Regions from separate parts of the Mus musculus genome. Here region 2 is linked to region 1. The links are chromatin contacts, called in public Hi-C maps. All regions are on one chromosome and are shown on one strand. Each heading gives the region's core, a stretch centred on a gene start, on an enhancer-like site or on the middle of the called end of the contact. The rest is flanking DNA. Distances are from core to core; before and after follow the strand shown. Region 1 has its middle 41 kb from the start of 2310043L19Rik. Region 2 has its middle 13 kb from the start of Gm30013.

The links. A called contact is a pair of places that touch in the nucleus more often than the background predicts.
Region 2: a Hi-C map of cerebral cortex shows a contact between it and region 1, with 2.2 times the contacts expected there. The contact joins two enhancer-like sites. A contact is called at or near these places in 2 of 15 datasets of contacts at CTCF or cohesin (large pre-B cells and pro-B cells), 8 of 484 Hi-C or Micro-C datasets (the HPC-7 cell line, the N1E-115 cell line, Sertoli cells and 4 more) and 1 of 9 other capture datasets (embryonic stem cells).

What each region holds. Positions count from the first base shown.
Region 1 is chr1:177,681,490-177,687,359 of GRCm38.p6, reverse strand. No RefSeq gene overlaps it. Among named protein-coding and RNA genes, the nearest start is that of 2310043L19Rik, 41 kb to the right of the region's middle. Within about 2 kb of position 2,824, at least 46 of the 459 cell types and tissues checked have an H3K27ac peak or open chromatin away from gene starts, as enhancers often do. A contact at or near this core is called in cerebral cortex, where this site is marked.
Region 2 is chr1:177,540,376-177,547,150 of GRCm38.p6, reverse strand. No RefSeq gene overlaps it. Among named protein-coding and RNA genes, the nearest start is that of Gm30013, 13 kb to the left of the region's middle. Within about 2 kb of position 1,645, at least 8 of the 459 cell types and tissues checked have an H3K27ac peak or open chromatin away from gene starts, as enhancers often do. A contact at or near this core is called in cerebral cortex, where this site is marked.

The DNA.
Region 1 (5,870 bases), core at 1,575-4,074:
AGCTCATTTATACAACCATTTTTTGTTTTGTTTCTTTGGAAAAAAAATTGTGCTGACAACTGTCATTTCTCAGACTTTGAAAAGTTCACAGCTAGAGAATGACCAGGACTAAGGCTGATCATACCAAGCACTGGGAGGAGCTAAAGAGCAAGAGTCAGATGTAGGGATAAGAATATAAATAAAAAAGGTGGCACATGCCTTTAATCCTGGCACCGGGAGGCGGAGGAGGAGGCGTAGGCGGAGGTGGAGGCGGGCAGATCTCTGAGTTCCAGCCTGGTCTACACAGTGAATTCCAGGTCATCTAGGGCTACATAGTGAGACCCTGTCCCAGTGCCTATAACAGTGCAAGTGTTTCTGCTAATATTGCCAGACTTTAGAAGTCTTGTTTTATTGTGAACAACCAACCCTTTCCTATCTGCAGGGGATTTTTGCCTTTTCACAAGTTTTTATTTTTAATTTTTATTGTACTGAATTACATAATAACATTTCAAGACAAGCTTATAATGTTCTTTGAACATCTGCCCCTCACATCCTGTCACCCTCCCCTTTGCAGTGTCCCCCCTCCTGTTAGTCCCCTAGACAGTGTGGAGGTCTGGGAAACCCAGCATGAGGGAAGATGGCTGGAAGTCTGTGTCACCTCTCCTCACCATTCACCCAAGGAGCTGAGGTCCCTTTGGCTGGTGTGCTACTCTCTCTGTGTAAAGCTATTGATCTTGCTGTCAGAGGCACCCTAAGTTCACCTCATGTACCAGGGAGACAAGCAGTGAATTCAGCAAGTAGAGGACACAGAAAAGATCATCTGTGAATGGGAAGACACTCTGTGCTCCTGGGAGTGCTTAAATGCTGTCGGTAGGTGGGACACTACCTAGCTGGCCCACTGACCCTAGCAGAACTGAAATTTAGCACAAGAGGAGGTCTATGCAATGCACATTTCTTCATCAACCCCCTAGCTTTGATGAGTTCTTGGCTTCCTCCACACCACACGCTGCACAACAGCAATAGCCAAACCCATCTTGTATTCGATGAGTCACCCTGCATCACCCTTGTGGGACACAGACACCCAGGAGCTTCTGGGGCTGCTGTGTTGGACTCCTGCTTTTTCCAGAAGATGAGGTACAAACAGAGGTGTGACCTAGTGATAGAGAACATGTTTAGCACTTGGTACACTTACAAAACAAAAGGTTTAGGTCTGGAGAGATGGCTCAGCTGTTAGGAACACTGACTGCTCTTCCAGAGCTCCTGAGTTCAATTCCCAGCACCCACATGGTGGCTCACAACCATCTGTAATGGGATCCGATGCACTCTTTTGGTGTGTCTGAAGACAGCTACTGTGTACTCATATAAATAAAAAAAAATGGATACATCTTTAAAAATAAATCAAGACAAAGGTTTGATCTCTAACATCACAATCACACCAAGACCTTCCTCCCAGCACTGTAAACAGAAGGCACAGGTTCTCAAGCCCCACCGCCAGTCAGGCACCACGTGATCTGTGATGATTTAACTCCTCAAGACTCCTACCCCTTCCTCACGGTTCACTTGATGGCCCTAAGTGGAAAGACCAAAGAAAATGGCTGTACTTACATCACAAAAAACACGAGAGAGAATTTGGCAGTGGGTATATTTAGGAAAGCATATGACTGTGTGGATTTGTTCTCTTTATCTATTCTGAGGCCAGGGCTTTATGCTATATTGGGGTTAGGCATCAAAACAGGTTTTGGGTTTTTGAAGAAATTTAACCAAGTATGAGTTTAGACTCTACTTCTAGGAATCCTTAGTGTTCTCATAGTGTATGTAACGTTTAAATGTTATTATTTTGGTTTGGTTTTGGTATTGAAACTGAACACAAGACCTCCTGCATGCCAAGCCTGGCCTCTAGCACTAAGCTACCCTCAATCGTTAACAGTCATTTGATTTGCTTTATCTTATATAAGCCTCAGAAAAGTATAATAATATTTATCATGAACTCTATTTTACAGATGAGAAGCCAATCATTAGAGTGAAGTGATCTGTTCAAGCGAGAGAGAGAGAGAGAGAGAGAGAGAGAGACAAGTAGTTACTTGGTACTTAAATATCGTCCTGTGTGTGGTTTTCCCAAGACATACTACATGACTTCCTGAGATGTCTTAAATAAAACACCACGGGAAATATTTTTGAAGACCCTTTCAAACATTTTCTGTATCCCTTCCCTAATTTTATAAGGGGCTGGTTTGTCTAGACTTGTATATACCCAGTATGGCCACAAGATGTCAGGTTAATCTCGGTCTTTGAGAAACTGGCTTCATTGGGGCACCAGTAGTAAGGTCCTCTTTTGCTGAAGAAGACAAATGAAAGCTATGAATAAATAATAACAATAATAATAATAATAATAATAATAATAATAATAATAATAATAATAAACAACTAAGGAATAAAGGAAAAACAAAACAAAAGCCCTTAGGTGGCTACATAGGTTAAATAGCAACTTTTCTCTCTTTCTGTTTTGAATCAAGCAACTGAAAGTTCAGATAAGCCTGTGTGTCACTTCTGTTTGCTCTTGGAGGCAGGAGGTCAGGACTTGGGCCAGCCCCTTAGCGAACATTATTCATCTGTCCAGCTCTGGAACAAATGTGAAGAAATGAAGTCGCTTCAGTGAGGGGAGACAGTGTTGTTATTGTTGCTGGTGATGGTTCTATTTGCCAGCAAGCATAAAAACATACTTTGGAATCCAAACAGGCTTGTCAGAGGGAACTTTTGTTCCATGTTTGGGCTGGGATGCTTCCAGGGCAAAATCAGGCGGGCATTTGAACCTCAGGAGGCCAGGAGAGAGCTGCACACAGCAGCCACTGATGGAAAAGGCCAGCCATCAGCTGCAGTTTCATCTGGGTGTTATTTGACTGCAGTCTATGCAGCTTGGGCTGCCAACTGGGGTCACTTCTCTGAATGAGTACTAAGGGGAGGAGGGGGGAGCAGGGCTCTGTAGTCCAGGACGGAGGACTCGTCGGCCACAAACGGGGATAAACAAGCTTAGAAGCTTGAGCTTTTGGAAAGCCGCTCCTCACTTTAGGGCTTTGGAGAGAGAAAGTGGTCCTGATTCTGCAGGATTTATCTGCTGTCGGGTCTCAATTACCCCAAGATCTCTGGCAATGCCTATGGGATCCCTTTGCTACGTGGATTAACTGCCCTGGGGACAAAGCCATCTTTGCTGTGTGTGGTGAGAGTTTAGGGTAGAGAAACTCGTGGTAACGCTAGTCTCAAGAAGCCTAAATTGAGAAAGCCTCTGCCTTTCTCCGCTACTGTTACATAATTTGAGCTGACGGTCCCATCCGCAGCTGTCCCGCTGCCTCCTCCCTCTGCAGATGGGAGAAGCTCGCTGGGTGGACAGGCTTACACTAATCTATCTATTTGGAAGGCAAGATGGTGATAAATTACGACCATGGTGAATATCACTAAGACGCGGTAGAGCCAACAGTACTCTGAATTTTCAGTTCTTCCTCACAACCCTGCTGGACTACCTAGGGCATCACTGAATGTTTTATTTCACCTTGAGATCCTGAGATAAGATAGGCTCTTACTCCAGAGCCCAAAATGTCCCGGTCTGAAGTGGCAAGCTCCCCACAGGAGGAGCCCGTGAATTTCAATAAATGGAGGAGCCTCTTATTTTGTAAATAAAGTAACAGCTCAAGGAAATGAAGTGATTGCGCCAATTATACACCTAATTGGTGGCAGATTAGGGACCGGAGCACAGCCCATTACTTCTGCTTCCTATCCCACTTCTGCTGTCTTGAATTTGAAAATACCTTTCACTTTATTTTAACTTAATTAGTTAATGGACTATTGCTTGGCTGGGACTGGAACTCAGGTAGGCAGATGCTCTACCACGAAGCTGCATCCCTAGTTGGTCTTATTTACTTAAAAACATGCCTTAAGTTAGCCTTCAGTTTTGTTTTTATAGTCAGGCCAGAGGCCGCCACCCAGAGCTGTCTCTGCTTCTAACCTCCAGGTTCCTTCTCATCTCAACCACAACTACCAGGCCTTGTAAACCTTACTGACTCTCAAGCTGAAAGGATAATTTTCAGCATTTAACCTCAATTCGGGCCTTTAGGATGGAATGGGTTTCACAGCATGGCCTGGGGATGTTTTCTAGAAAGAGCCAGATAGTCAATATTTGGGGTTTTGAAAGCCATACCTTACATAACAATTTGAGATGAAAATGTCTTTGTCATAACTACTCAGATTTGAGTTCCCAGCATGAAAACAGCCAAAATACACAAGGCTCCTGTCTATGATCGCAGCACTTGAAAGGGTGAAGTCTGGGAGGACCGTGACTCCAAGATCAGCCAGGGCTACACAGTGAGTTCAAGACCAGTGTGAACTATATGACACCTGGAGTCAACAAAACAACAAATAACCGAAAAAAAAAATAGCCATATAGTATACTAGGTAAATGAGCACGGCTTCTTGAGAATCAATTTAGTCTCTGGGACAAAATCTTCTACTTTTACAATAACGAAACCCAATTTTGAGTTTCTATTCTTCAGCATATTATGGTCTAAGCTCTGTCTTTGTGTTTTGTTTGACCTGAGTGTATGAGATGGTGTCTCAGCTTGGGCTACTGTAAGGCAGGACTGGGTGCCTCAAACACCAGACATTTTTCACAGTTCCAGAGGGTGGGAAGTCCAAGGTCAAGGCACTGGGCGATCCAGTGCCTGGTGAAGATCTTGCCTGGGTTTTTAAAGGTGGCTGGTTAATAATTATGGACCCACATGGTGTGCGTGTGCATGTGTGTGTGTGTGTGTGCACGTGCGTGTGTGTTTAATCTTCCCTCTCCCCATCCTCATTTGTTTTTGAAGACAGTATCTGCTTGTGTAGCTCAGGCTAGCCTTAAACTCCCTTTATAGCTCAGACTGCCTTGGAACTTACTGTGTAGCTCAGTCTAACTTGAAACACACAATACTTACACCTCGGCTTCTCAAATTCCTGCTAGAATCACAGGCATGAGCTGCCATGGATTCAACATTTGTGTTTCTTATAAAAGAATATTAACTCCATTCGAGAGGGTGCCCCCTTTCATGGCCTGCTCTAACCTTAAAATCTCCCCAAAGTTCCTCATGTGACATATTTTCACTTGGAGGACCAGGGCTTCAGTGTGAACGTGGGATGCAGGAGAGTTGCCCAGGTCCCCTTCACAGCAGATGGTACAGGTAGCAAAGTTTGAAGATGGAAACAAACAAACAAACAAACAAACAAACAAACAAACAAACGATGGGAAGAGTCGGGGGGAGATTAGAACCTGAGACCTTTCTCCACTGTCTAGGGTATGTCAAACTCCAATGTGTAAGGCCTTGGACCACAGCATCTTTTTAAAATCCTCACAGCATCTAGGAGATAGAGCACTACAGTCAAAAACATGCTCAGGTCTTGTTAGCAGCTGGGCTGTCTCTAGTCCAGCGCTACTGTCTGTGCTTTCCCCAGCCTGGCAATGGCTTTTAAGGAATCTGTACGCAGGCGGGCATAGGGTGGAATGCTGAATCCCACTCCCTCAGTCGCTGCCTACTAAAAGGTTGTTGAATGAGTACTTGAAGGGATAAGAATTTGTGCGTTCATCTAATGCTCTCTTTAAAATTAACTATCCAGAGGGGCTAGGAATTAGGTTGGTTGTGGAGGGCTCCTCTAGCAACACAGAATAGAAGAGAAACTTCCAACCCCTGTCTTAAGTGAGCATGTGGCCCAGATTGAATTATTAGGTGTAGGGCTCCCCCTATTCCTCCAGACATCAGGAATCCCAGAGGCAGTGTGGGCATCTTCACCAGCTCAAAGGGACTTCGAGCCTCCCCATAGCGGGCGTGGTCTGCTGCAAGTGGGCGTGGCCCGTCTTTGGGAGGAGCCTG
Region 2 (6,775 bases), core at 396-2,895, 140 kb after region 1:
TTTTTCTCATTTGTAAAATAGGAATAATTATGGTCTAGGGTATGAGGGTTGGGCTGGGTTGGTTTTAGATAGGGGGTTACCTATGGAATAATTTTCTGCAAAGCCAATGTCTTAAGTCAGCTACCATGTATTCTTACCTGCTCTCCCTTTATCTTATGTAGAAAGGTGTAGAAGTCTTCTAGAGTGGGCAAGCACTTCCATTTTAGAAGCTATAAATAGAAAGGGGTGGATCAGAGGAGGGTTGGTGGAGAATCTGAGATCCCAGGAAACTCTTGAAACCGTGTGTGCAACTTTCAAAGAATACAAAGGGAAACAATATCTCTGTGAACTGCACTAACCAAAGATTGAAATGAACAAAGCATTTGTAACATTTTAAATGCTGTGGTGATGTAGTGCCTGCGAGCTATCTGACTGGACAGCTTTGCTAACACTTTTGCCACACATTCAGCATGGTGAGTAGTTTGGATTTTTGGAAGGTATCTTGAGTCCACTTTAGACTTCATAGGGAGATCCTATATTAGGAAAAATTAATGCAAATTATAGAGTCTTATTACTGGGGATTCTGACTTAAGCCTTATATTAAAAAAAAGGCTTCTCAAATCTGTTTGCTAGGTTTATGATCCTTTAGTTAAACTAACTAACTAACTAACCAACCAACCAACCAACCAACCAAATATAGACCTGTTTGTCAGAAACTTCTGACTCCTAATCTGAGAGTAAATGTTGTCTCTCAAGCTCATTGCCAGTCTTATAGTGATGTTGTATAACTGCAAAAAGTTAGCACAAGACAATCTTGTTTCTTAAACCACAATTACCATAATATTGTGGCCCGGTGTTTTTGTCCTCTGATGAGTTCATGGCCCACAGGGTAAGAATCCACTGAACATCTGACCTGCCGATAACCCTTTCCATCTAAAAGTATGCAGTTTCATTAAGGGTTCACTGAAACGTTCCTGTTACTTCACATGAGACAGTATGGATGGGCTCAGGGTTTGTATAAATTAAGTATTCCATGAAGGTGCATTCAGACATTCACATGACTATTAAGAGTAAGATGGAATCTGAAATCAAGATGGCTGTATTTCAGCGCTTCCTTTCAGTAACAGGAAGTAAGTGGGTTTCTAGACTGCTAGGGTGCACGAGGGATTGCTGGATTCTTCATACCTTCAATTTGGTCATTGAGGGAGCTATGCCTAGTCGAGATCAAACTGTCCACATGAAGGATGAGGGAGCTTGACTACTGGGTAGTATCCACTAAGTGTGAGAGTTCTAGAAAGTTCAGCATACACAGAGGATATACTAACTCAGAGCAAGATGTAAACTAAACCCCATGACCGTCCCCAATTGCTTTGTGCAAAAGCAAACAAAAGTTAGAATTTGTGATGTTGCCTAGCTCCCCGAGTGCTCGGCTAAAGAAGAAAGGAGGCCTATTTACCATTTTCTCAGAAGTGTGAGCTTTCCAAAGATATGGCAATCACTTTACTTTCACATATATATATCTTGGTTTAGTCATACTGAAGAGGAGTTGGTTTTGAAATGTCAAAGCGCTGGCCTCCGGCAAGTGGGCGCAGTTCCATTCCTACCAGCAGAGTGTGGAAGCAGGCTTAGAGAGGAGGCGGGGGCATGGAGCTGGATCTCTACCTGTGGGCTCGCCCTCTACTGAGTGGCGCTATGCATGCTTTGCAATGTAAGCAAAGCCCAGAACACCCACCCAGTCAGCCTGCTGTGTCTGCCTTGATCTTGGAGTCAGCTTCTGGAGTTTGCTTCCTCCATATGATGGTTTCCACCGTGTTCCATGGGGGCGAGTGCACAGTTCAAAACGCTGTACAATGTGGCCTCAGCATGGTGAGCCAGAAGCACGTGACAGACGTGTCAAAAGAGACAGCTAGCCCTCCCTTCATGCCTACGCAGGAGACTTGAATGGCAGCCTAGGCAGTCCTTGAGACATTCCAAGCCTGTGACTTTTAATCCCTGCTGTGCTGCGTGTGACCCTCAAAAACCCCCTTAGTGTTTCATTCTGTGTTGGTCTCCACATCTGTAGGCATGGAGGCCCAGTCGCACAGCTGGTAAAGATTAGCAACATGTTACTGTTGAACTGACGGATGAGAGGGACTCTGCTGCCTTCTCCTTAGAGAATGGGAAGGTTTCTACGACAAGAATCTGTTTAGGGCTTTGGTTAGACCCTCCACTCTCAATCCCTTGCTCATTCCTAAATTAAATCCCACCTATTCCTCCACTCATAACCATCTCAGCCAGCTTTTCATCAGTCACCAATGGACAGAAGGAGTGGGCAGAAACTGCAGCAATTGAGAGACTGAAGCGTGAAGAAAATGGAGAGGTTGGCCAAACTGGATGTGGTGGCCCATTCCTCTAACCTCAGCATTTGGGAGTCTGAGGTAGATCATGAGTTTGAGGCCAACCTGGGCTACATATCCAGGCTATATCTTAAAAGAACAAAAGCAAAAATGAGGAAGTTGGCACTGGAAAATAAGCATGTAGCAAGGAAGAGAGGTTCAGTATATGTCTTAGGGACTCCATGGGACTCAGACGGAGAGACCTAGGCTCACACGCCCCAAGAAGCTGGAACATAGTTGTTCTCTCCCTCAGCCAATGGAGTGAGCACAGGTTATCTGAGATGAGGCCCATATGGCACCAGTGACAGCCATTAAAATTAATGTCATGTCCAGTCTATCACATGGTGTCATGGACACCTGTTTGTCCCCCTCTCTGAGTTTCCAGTGACTCAGAAGCAGGGATCCTACATCCCAGGGCATTTAAGGAGGAAATGTGTGCAGGTCACTTGGCTCAGTGATCAGCATATAATTCTAACTAGTCAAGGTTTAGGAGACACAATATTTTTTTTTAACCTAACACTGGTGAGCCTTTGAAGATTGTGCCTGGCCTGCCAAGGTGGTTTGACATCCTTAAGCCTACAACATAAAGAATGATAAGAAAAAACAATCATATTTTGTGTAAAACTCCAGGTAATATTGTGGCTAAATATCCCGAGTAGTGATTTCCCATTATTATAGACTGGAAGGTAACTCACAGGTAAGTTCTCATAACCCTCCTTGTGTCACCATGTGTTTGAAACAGCCCAGAGACTTTGTTCTCAGCCAAGTGAAACTGAAACTCTTTTACTTCCAGATGAATGTTGCTCTTCTCCATCCGCTAATGTTTCATTGAACCACTTAGATCTTCCCCCCTTTGCTGTAGGTCAAAGATAGTTGGACATTGACGCCATAATAACAGAAGGGACTTGCACAGATATTTATTCCATTGACATAAAGGGAGGGATTGATTGTCTACAACCAACGCTTTTAACGGCCACTTTCTTAGATGAGAACCGGAGTTCAATATTCCCATTCTGACTCCTGAAGGTTATGATCAAAATGAACAACACTGCTAGTTCTTCAAAGGCGTGTATGTGTGTATGTGTGTGTGTGTGTGTGTGTGTGTGTGTGTGTGTGTGTGTTCCTGTGTCATATGAAAGATATCCTCGGACACTGCCCATCATTGTTTGCTGTTTGTCTATTTGCACATACTTCTGCCTTCCCCAGTGCTGCTGGGATCACAAACATGAGCCACCGGTCAGGGCATTTTAAAATTTGGTTTCTGTGGGTCAAACTCAGCAAGCATGTTTTTCAACTGAGCTACCTCTACAGCTATTTTGTTGTTGTTGTTGTGATTTAAAAAGAAAAAAAAAAAGAACTCAGATGAGTTCATTATACGCCAGACATTGTTCTAAGCACTTTAGAGCCATTGACTTGCATTAGCCGCTTGGTTCTAATTTTAGTATATGTGCCGCTGAAGTGAGCATTAGCCTCTTAATTCCAACGAGATAGGTACAATTAGTGTTCATGTTTTGCAAACAAGGAAAGTGAGGTATAGGGTTAAGGAAGGTTCCACGAACTCACACAGCTCTGCCACAGAGGAGCACTAAAGAACGGCTGAAAATGGCACAGCTTTTCTCTTGAATTTTTGTATGTATTTATTTATTGTGCATGTGAATGTGTTTGAGCATGTTGGTGCCACAGGGACCATGTGGGGGGGCTGAGGACCACTTTCAGGAGTGGACTCTCTCTTCTAACTCTGCAAACTCTGGCTCCCAGGCTAACATGCCTGTGCTTTTACCTACTAAGCCACCTTGTTGGTCCTTCACAGAACTTCTTGACTTAATAGTCTTTTTTTGTTGTTGTTGTTGTTAATAGTCTGGAATATTATTATACACAGCTTTTATTACCAGTATCTGAAGCTGCTGCTGCCTTAGGAATATGCATGTATATGAATGTCTTAGTTACAGTTTCTGTTGCCAGGATAAAGGCCATGATCAAAAGCAACTGGGAGAGAAAATGTGCATTTCATCTTACAGTTATTGTCTATGATGAAGGGAAGTCAGGGCAGGAGGAACCTGGAGGCAGGAGCTGATGCAGAGGTCATGGAAGGGTGCTGCTTACTGGCTTGCTCTCCATGGCTTGCTCAGCCTGCTTTCTTATACCATCCAGGACCTCCTGCTAGAAATGACACTGCCTACAGTGAGTGGGTCTTTCCACAACAATTCTAAATCCAGAAAGTACCCTACAGGCTTGCCTACTGGCCAATCTGACAGAACATTTTCTTAATTGAGTTTCCCTCTTCTCAAATGACCCTAAGGTGTATCAGGTTGACAAACAGCAACAGCAAAAGCAAAACAAAACACCCAACTGACCAACCAAAAAAACAACAAAACACCTAACCAGAACAGTAAGTAAATAAATAATAATCTCAATGCCTTGTGTAACTAAGCCTGAGAAACATCATAGCAGGATTTCACATTTATTCATTCACCTTCTTGATCCTTGGAGAGAGTTTTGAGGGTGATCTAGGGGTTCACCACACATTCACTCAGCTGACTGGACATTGTACAGTCACTGGTTTCTGTTTGCACTTCTCTCTCTCTCTCTCTGCTACTGAGCTTTTAAATGAGTTCTTTTAGATATATTCCCATTTGCATTTAATATAGACAAAAATTAGCGTACAGAAGGTTGCGATTTAGCCTGTGCTGCACTCATAATGAACAGCCATAAAAGCACAGAAGAACATTTTCCAACTATCTGTACAGGTAGCAAATGCTGCAGTCATAACTTAGGAGACAAGAAAGCAGTCAGTCATCAGAATGCTTTCTGTGGCTCCAACTAAAACTCTAGTCTACGGCAAAATAAGGAGCGTCTTGAGTCCTGGTCAATGAGATTTCCAGAGAAGAAACTGGCTCCATCTAACAAGACAGTAATTTCTGAGCAGTGTAATTGAGGCAACGGGAAGGCTATTCTCTTGGCAGGATGCTGAGTGTGTAGTGGTGAGTGGTGGCTGTTGGTTGCAGAGCAGACTGAGTCAGACACATTGGCCACTGCTGTCAACTTAATTGATAGTATAGATCCTGCCTCTCAGACTTCAACCCAGCATTTGGTGTTAAAGCAAGTATCAGTCATCCTCTGTCTCTTTGGTTGAGTGTGTAACTCCTCTGACATGGTGGTTTTCTTGCTCCTGTATATTCATTTCTTCTACCCATAACGAGCACCTGGTAGTGTGTAGACTGGATACGGCACAGTGTGACTCTCAAAAGGGAGAGGGGTTTGAGGCTGTCTACTGAACAAGGTTTCTTTTCTATACCTCCAAACAGCTTTCCTTCATGGATAATTTGAGGTTTTCTTTTGAAGAGGCATGAATAACCACTCCCTAATATGCTAATGGTAGAATCTTAGGGTCCAAACCTTGGCTTCAACCTCTGGCTTATGGCATTTAAAGTTACATTTCCTAAAATGTTGAGAGTTGTGGGATTTTTGTTGTTGTTGTTTTACTTTCTGGTTGCTTTAATTCTTTTTCCTTTTATTGAAAATATTTTTCCAAATAATGTATCCTGATTACAGTTTCCTCTCCCTCTTCTCCCAGTTCCTCTCTACCTCTCCTCCAATCCATATTTACCCCCTTTCTTGTCTCATTAGAAAACAATATCCTTTCTAAGGGATAATAATAAAATAAAATATAATAAGACAGAACAAAACAATAGGACAAAATACAACAAACAGGAGGAAAAAAGCCCAAGAAAAGGCACCAGAAATGATACAGATGCAGAGACCTACTTGTTGGCACACTTGGGAGTCCCATAAAAATACTAAATGGAAAGCCATAATATATACATAGAGAACATATAGAATGAAAAAAAAAAGAAAGAGGACAGGACTAAATAAGTAAATAAAAGGAACATTTTAAAGCCCTGAAAGGACAGGATGAGACAAGAAACTTCCAAAAAGCCGTTGAATTTGTTTTCTGTTGGCCATCTACTGCTGGGCACGCAGCCAACCCTTAAGAGTAGTTTGTTTCCCCAGTGAAACCCTTGGAGAAAACTAAATTTTCATTTGAAAGTGGTTATCAATTGCAAATTGCTTTGGAGTTATGGACTGGGGCTTGTGTCTACTTCTTTAAGCTCTAGGTTCCCAGCTGTTATCGAAATGTGCAGGCCCTGTGCATGCGGCCTCGGTTTCTATGAGTCACATGAGCTTTGATCATGTTGATTTAGAGGGCCTTGTTTCCTTGTCTGACTGAGGGGGGGGGGTGGTCTCTGCATTTGTTCTCATCTGCTGCAGAAGGAAGCTTTCCCAATGATGATTGGGCAAGGAACTGATCTATGTCTAGCAGAATGTCATTAGGAGTCATTTTACCATGTTCTTTAGGTTTCTGGGCTATCTAGTCTTAGGATCGTGGACATCCAATCTGTATCAGATATGGGTTCCATCTC